Linked DNA regions of Mustela erminea: region 2 is linked to region 1. Evidence: chromatin contacts called from public Hi-C data. All regions are on one chromosome and are shown on one strand. The core of a region is the stretch at or near the end of the contact, and the rest is flanking DNA. Distances in the headings are between cores, read along the strand shown. Region 1 holds the start of PRELID3A (PRELI domain containing protein 3A). Region 2 holds the start of SPIRE1 (protein spire homolog 1).

What was found. Hi-C and Micro-C count contacts between places; a contact is called where the count stands out from the background.
Region 2: a contact with region 1 is called in a Hi-C map of fibroblasts, with 7 times the contacts expected there. The contact joins the promoter of SPIRE1 here to the promoter of PRELID3A in region 1. A contact is called at or near these places in 3 of 3 Hi-C or Micro-C datasets (fibroblasts, skeletal muscle and spleen).

Annotation. Positions count from the first base shown.
Region 1 is chr13:60,403,890-60,407,617 of mMusErm1.Pri, reverse strand. It overlaps PRELID3A (PRELI domain containing protein 3A), which reads right to left and starts at 2,318. Exons shown (of 6, transcript XM_032310761.1): 1 at 2,196-2,318. The coding sequence starts at 2,227.
Region 2 is chr13:60,624,447-60,627,915 of mMusErm1.Pri, reverse strand. SPIRE1 (protein spire homolog 1) reads left to right here and starts at 1,552. Exons shown (of 18, transcript XM_032309249.1): 1 at 1,552-2,377. The coding sequence starts at 2,056.

The DNA of each region.
Region 1 (3,728 bases), core at 1,069-3,568:
AAGAGGAAAACTTGATAAATGCCAAAGCTTTTGTGCCTGATTATCTCTTGCCTTTCAAGAGTATGTTTATGAAACTCCAATCAACGAGTCACCTGTCAGCACCACAAATATATAAAAAGTAAACAAGTATAAAAAGGAAAAGAAAGGTTTATAATCCCCGAAGGGGAGGGTGGATCAGTGATTTTAAGGACTAAGCAAACGGAAACTCATTAATAAAGCCTAGCTAGAAAGCCAGGCTTCCAATTTCATACTGTCCTACAGAGGGCCTGTTGTCACAGAATAACACCTCACTCGCCACCTGTCTGCCACAAAGGCCTACCTACCACCGTCCTCAGCCACGTTTGCCAATATGAAGTTCAAAAATCAACAGCAGTTGTTCAAAAACCAATGGCAGATGGTCAGCACCTAGTCCACAGCAACTTGGGGGCCTCCTGGGATTCTTTTGGTGGACAGCTGCCCTCATTCTGGAAGGGCACCCGGTTTCCTTGAGATTCCTCACCCCCTCACTGAGCACCTACTGTATGTCAGGCACCAGAAGAGTATCAGCGACACAAAATGAATAAGGTAAGGAATGAAGGACTGATGCAGGATGCCATACCAATGAACCTCAAAAAAATGTGCCGAGTAAAGGAAGCCAGACACAAATGACCACATATTGTATTACGACTTCTAGGTGAAATTTCTGGAAAAGGCAAATCTATAGAAACAGCAGCTTAGTGGTTGCCTGGGGCTGGGAATGAGTGGCGGGTGCCTGGGAATGGGAATGAGGAATGGGAATGGGAATAGTCTTTGTAGCATGATGGAAATATTCTGAAACCAGACTATGGTGATGGTTGTACAACTCTGTAAATTGACTAAGAATTGTTGAATCATACACTTTATGAGGGTGAAGTTTATCAACAGTGACTTTCCATAGCTGACCATTCACTTCTGCTTGTCAACCAACATTTCAAGAACTTTTAGGGCAGTCCTTCTCAGGTGTTCAGGGAGAACACTAAGCCCCACTGCCTGGGCACACAGTTTCAATGATTTAACGTCTTCCCTCTGCATTCGGATGGTGCCGGTTATCTCCAAAATTGAGAAAAGAATCTCTGGAGTCATTCTCACTGGGGTTTTCACCGGATCTCTCAGGGAAGCCCAGTTGAGAAAGACTGCAGACCATACAAAAATCAACACTCAAAATGAATCTCATAAACTCTAAAGATTTCATTAGAAATAATTTCAGAGGTTTTAAACCACTCGATAAAGTTTTATTGTAATAATTTTACATAAAAAGGCCAAAGGATGACAATTTCACTTCACGCAGTTTTGTTTTGTTTTCCCCAAAACAAAATGCTTCTCCAAGTGGGATCAAGGAATCTTTAAAATCTGTGTTCCTTTAAAAAATCTTAAAGGATAATTGTATAGTGTCACATACCAAAGTGACTTAGAAGATACCATTTAGGTCACGAGGGTACTCTTAGAACAGTTCGTTTTCCATGCTGGCTTGAAGGCCTTCCATGCCCACAAGTGCATTCAGGATGAAAGACCCCCCCACAAGCCTTCTCCACATTTGGCTTCCTGCCGAGCTCACAGCTTAGAGTCTGGGTTCAATGGCACAGCACAATCTCAGCAGAGGACCGGGCCCGCTCCCCAGGCCCCTGTTCTCCCTAGGATACCGCGCGCCCTGCCCCAAAGAGCGCATGGTACAGGCGAGATCGGGCCTGCTCCTGGGTGGGCTGAGGAAAGAAGGCTGTCACTTTCCGAGGCCCCCTCCCCGCCGCGTCCCCCCGCCCCCGGGCCTCCGAGTACACCAGCGCGCCCCGCCGCCCAGCGCACTCGCCGGCCCGCGCCGTCCGGCCTCATTCGGGTGGCTGAGATCCGTCCCCGCGCCTCGGCCCTCCGCCAGCCCCCCAGGGAAAGGCCGCCCCCGGCCCCCGAGCTGCGACAATCCCACCACCGGCCTCCGTCAGTCAGGCGGCCCCTCCATCAGACAGACTGCACCACTCCGCCGGCTCTCTACCTAACGACGCCCTAGAAAGGACAGAGCCTGCCCCCTCTTTTTAGGATGCCAGGGCCGCGGTCTGGGAGCGGCCAGCGCGGGGCTGGGCGGGCTCGGCGAGGGCCCGGTCTGGGGTCCAGCCGTTCCTCGGCCGCCGCGGGGGCAGGAGCAGGCGCCGGTCCGGACCCCACCGTGGCCCGCCGCCCGACCTCACCCGAACACGTGCTCCGAGCTCCAGATCTTCATCGCCGCCGGCCGCCGGCCGCAGGGCGCGGGCTACCGGCTCGGACTCCGCGCGCCTGCTGTGGCGCGCCCGGCTCCTCCCTCCCGGCGCGTGGGGGGCGGGACGGGGGCGGGGCGCGCGCGGCAGGGGCGGGGCGCGGTGGGGCTGGGCGGGGCCGGGCGCTCTCGGGCACCGCCCCGCTTGCCTGTCACTTGGCCACGAGGGTTGTGGCAGCTAAAAATAGGGATGCGGGACTCGGCTGTGGCCGCGGATGGGGGATCTGCGCTACGGCAGGGAGATGCGGGGACAGCACCGGCTGAAAATGCAGGGATGGAAGGTGAGGCGCTAATGCTCATCGTTCAGGTTGTCCAAATTGTAACAAAGCGCTCTCCAGCCAGCCTGGTTTTTACTGTTGGTTAAGTATAAAGAAAAACAAAATCTGCCAGACCCCCCAAAAACTCCCCAAGGGAAGAGAAGAGGAAGAAAACAGTTGAGGGCGGTCCCCTAAAGATATTGCAGAGACAGCAAGAAATCTCGCGCTTTTATGTGGACAAGGAAGGTGCGACACCTACATCATGGTCTCAAGTTAGAGGACTGGACAGACATTTTTTCACTCAGAGTTCACCCTAAATTTACCTGGTAATTAGAGTGACTGTTTTGTTTGCTAATTGTCTTTATCCAAAGCTGCAATAGAATTCTCATGTGGTACCATAGAAGGTGGGTTTGAAGTCAAGTTCTCCTGGAAATAAAGTTAACATTTCAGAGAGATGGCTCCCAGGACCTTGAGAAAGAACGTTTCTGGTTTAGAACTGGCAAAAGGCCTATTTAACTTTTTTTTTTTCCTTTTTTTTTTTTCTATTTAGCTTTTTAAAAAATATTTACACTCATCTCCAAAAGGACAAAGAATTTACAAGTTTTCTAGAGTAAATGATCTTTAAGAAAGGAAAGGAGAGGCTCTTTTCCTTTTACACCATGGAAAAATCAATTTTTTCCTTTTTAGATTTGTATTTACTCTGCACTACCACAACCAAAGTCCAGGTGCAAAGAAGCAGGTGCTTGTTTTGTGAAGAAGAGAAACCTGCCCCAAATGTGATGGGGTGTGAGGGCAGGGGACCTCATCTGGCCTGCTACGGAATCCCAGCACTTAGCACAACACTTGGCACTGACTGGGCATCTGGGACACGTTTGTGCCATAAGCCAGTGAAGTGGAAAGAGCTCATGGAACCAGTCAGAAGACGTAGGTAGGCTATCATCTACTCACATGGACCTTTACCATCTATATGTCTTTAACCTTACAGTAATCTTCCAAAGTTGATACCACTGTGCCTGCTTTATAGATGAGTAAACTGAGGTTCCAGGCAGTAGAAAAGCTCTCTTGGTGTTCACACACTAAGGGATGGAGCTAAAAACCAGCACGGGCCATTGCCAGGCCTTACCTTGGCATCCTGAAAAGAGGAGCAGGTTCTGTCCTTTCTAGGGGCAGTTAGGTAGAGAGCCCACAGAGCAATGCTGTCTGTTTGATAG
Region 2 (3,469 bases), core at 303-2,802, 220 kb before region 1:
AGGAAAAACTCTTTCTGTTGTGAATTTGTTTTAAAGAATACATCTTTTAACGATAACATTTCAGGTGAAATTTGGATTTTTCTTTTTCTTCATGTCCACTTCTTTCCTTCTTCCTTTCAGTTACCTTTACTTGGAAATTTATTTATTGCCCTGTACCAGGAGTAGCAAGGGACTGGCTCATGGATTCATTAGTTGATTAATTCATTTGACTTGTGTTTTGTGGAGGGAGTAAAGATAAGGACAAATACATAAGTGATTTTTGTTGTAGTTGTCCAAGTGCAATGGAACAGCAATATCCCATAAGGCCACGAGATGGTAGTGTTGTCCACAAGAGTAGACCGTTTAGCTGTTCATTGTTCAAACTGTTTTAAAGCCCTCTGTATTTTCAGAATTCACACAGAATCTAAACTTTTAAGGTAGCAAAATTTGGATATGTTTTCCCAGTTTTTCAATCAAAAGATTTTATGTATCTATATATCCATATCTATCCATCCGATCTGTATCATATAAGGAATTAGGCTTTTCTTCTCAAGATTTGGCACACATAGGGGCATTTTTACAATGGGATTATGAACCTATAATATTGCTTAAGGGTTTTTTTTTGTATCTCTTGTAGTGAAATTATAATAAGGTGATTAGGAAGAAGCTTTTTTCTCCCCCTTTCAATTCCTTACTCTTTTAAAATACCTTTTGCTTTTCTCTCTTCTCCCTACTACTGCTGTATGTACTGTGATATCTTAAGCATTGGTAATAGACTCTTGTAATTTTTAGTGCAAGATGCAATGGTTAAGAGTGTGGGATCTAATATTACACACAAAGCTGCCTTAAAAGTTTAATTGGTAATTACTGTAAATTTCTTACTCGATTGATACTTTAAACTCTCTCTGGTTCTTAGCACTAGCCTCAGAATGGAAAGTTACCAATTAAATTCGCTTACCAATGAGTGATTATTTTATCTAAGAATGATGTTATATTGCATAACTTAATGAAGTCAGCGAGGTTCTGGGGAGTGCAGTATTTCTTTTCTTCTACGGCTTGTTCCCCTCAGTTCAATGTTGCCACTCTGATACTAATTCCACATCGTCTGAACATACTGGGCTCACTGGACTATGATGAGTGTGATCACTGGAGACATCCTTAGGGAGGAGTTGTGCGAACGTTACAAAATGAATCCGGAAGGACGCTGAACCTAATGTCTACAAATTATTTACAACATGGTTATATCCCAGGCCCTCATCTACGCACTTGGGAGAAGTCAGTGAGCAAACCCCATAAAGGTCCCTGTCCTCAGGGAGCTTACAATGAAAATGGGAGGACCTATTCAATAAACAGTGCATCTAAGTAAATTATACGGTATATCGATGGCGACAACTACCCCAAAAAGAGCAGAGGAGGATCCGGGGGATGATGAAGGAGCGAGGCCGGGGGCAGTACGAAGTCGGCTGGTCAGGAGAAACCGTGTGGAGGCTTGAAAGAGGCGCAGGACCCGCGCCCAGCCGACCGCCCGGGGGTGGGCGGGAGCAGGCGCGGCGGCGGGGGAAGCCGGAGCGGTTTCAGAGACCTTTATTAGGAATTTGCTACAGGCTGGGTCCGAACTCCAAATTAGCCTCCCAGCGAGTCAGTTCCTGGGGGAATCCAGCGCCAGTGGCCTCCCAGCGCGGCGGGGGATCGCTGCGGTCGGCGCGGTCAGCTTGGCCACGGAGCGCACACCCGAGCTGCGGGCCGTGCGGACCCTTGGCGGGGCGGCTCCGCGGCCCCGGGCCTGAGCGCGCGGCGAGGCGCGGGGCGGGGCCGGCGGACGCCATCGCGTCGCTACGGGCCGGCGGCAGCGGCGGCCTGGTCAGGACGGCCGCGGCGTCCTCGCCGCTCTTCGCTCGCCCACGGCAGCCGGGCCCTCGCCCAGTCCCCCGCCTGGTCCCCCACGGCGGCGCGTGCGGCCAGGTTGGGCGGGGCGGTTCCGGGGATGAGGAGGCGGCGGCGCGCCGAGACGATGCTCCGGAGCTGAAGAGACGCCGGCACACGGCGCGGCGGCCGAGCGCAGCGCCGACCCGCGGGATGGCTCAGCCGGCGGGCCCGGCGGGCGGCGGGGAGCCCCGGGCGGAGCCGGCGGGCGGCGAGGGGCCTCCGGACTCCGGGGCGGCTGGCGGCCCGCCGGACGCGCTGAGCCTGGAGGAGATCCTGCGGCTCTACAACCAGCCCATCAACGAGGAGCAGGCGTGGGCCGTGTGCTACCAGTGCTGCGGCTCCCTGCGCGCCGCGGACGCCGGCCGCCGCCAGCCCCGTCGCCGCGTGCGCTCAGCCGCGCAGATCCGCGTCTGGAGGGACGGCACCGTCACCCTGGCGCCCGACGACGCGGGAGAGCCGCCCCCCGCCACGGGTGAGGCCGCCGACCTGCGACTCCACCGAGACCCCTCTCCGCGGCCCCTTTTCCCTGGACGCCCCCGGCCAGGCCCTTCCGCCCCGCGACCCCCACCTCCCATGGGAGAACCCCCCTGCGGCCCCATTTTTCTCCCTCGTCTTCCTGGGCCCTGCCCTTCAGCTGTGCGCCCCCCACCTCCGACAGGAGGACCCCCACCGCGGCCCCCCTTTTCCCTCGCAATGCCTGGGTCCTGCCCTTCCGCCCGGCGAACGCCCACCTCCCCAGGGAGAGCCGGGAGGAGCAGGGCCTGGGGCCGGCGGGGGGCGGGGGGTGGTGGTGCTGGCCCTGTGGTCTAGCCGGGGCTCCACGTAGGTCAGAACAGGGGCTGGGGGGACGGGCAGCGGCACAAAGAGGGGTTGTGAAAAGGGCGTCCGGGCGGGCCTGCGCCCCCCGAGTAGGGCCGCGGACCTCCCCAAGGTGCTGGTAATTGCACAGACTGTCATAGGACAGCTGCCCCCGTCTTGTTTGGGAAATGGAGTGGGTTGGGTCCTTTTCATGATAAGCTATGTATACATACTTACATGCCAGGGCTGTTTACTTGTGATGTGGTAGGTGCTAGGAAAGGTTCACGTGAGATCTCGTCAAGGATAGTTAATTCTGCTGTCAGGAAAATTACACCTTTCGGAATGAGTAGTCAGCTAATAGTATTTTTTTTTTTTAATTTGGTAACAAATGCCTTCAGTTTGGAAATATAAAAAGCCCCGAAGAGAATGTTGCTATTTTGGGAGAAACAGGAGGAGACGAAATAATGATTTCTAGCTCTTGAAAGTTAAAAATAGCTACCATTTACCTGTGTGTTAAAATTTGTTGCAATGAGAAAACAGGCTTGTCAAGTCAAAAGTTGACAGGATGTCAGATAAACATAAAATGGGTTTTAGTTAGGTTATTGTCCAATGTAAATTCTTCAAGATTATCACCTACACATTATTATGTAGCTAGCGCTTACTCAGAGAGGAAATGATGATGAGGGGATTGATAATAGGTTTCTCCTATCAGTTTTTATATATTTCAGTCTTTTGAGAGGCAAGTATATTAAAAACATAGAGAAAT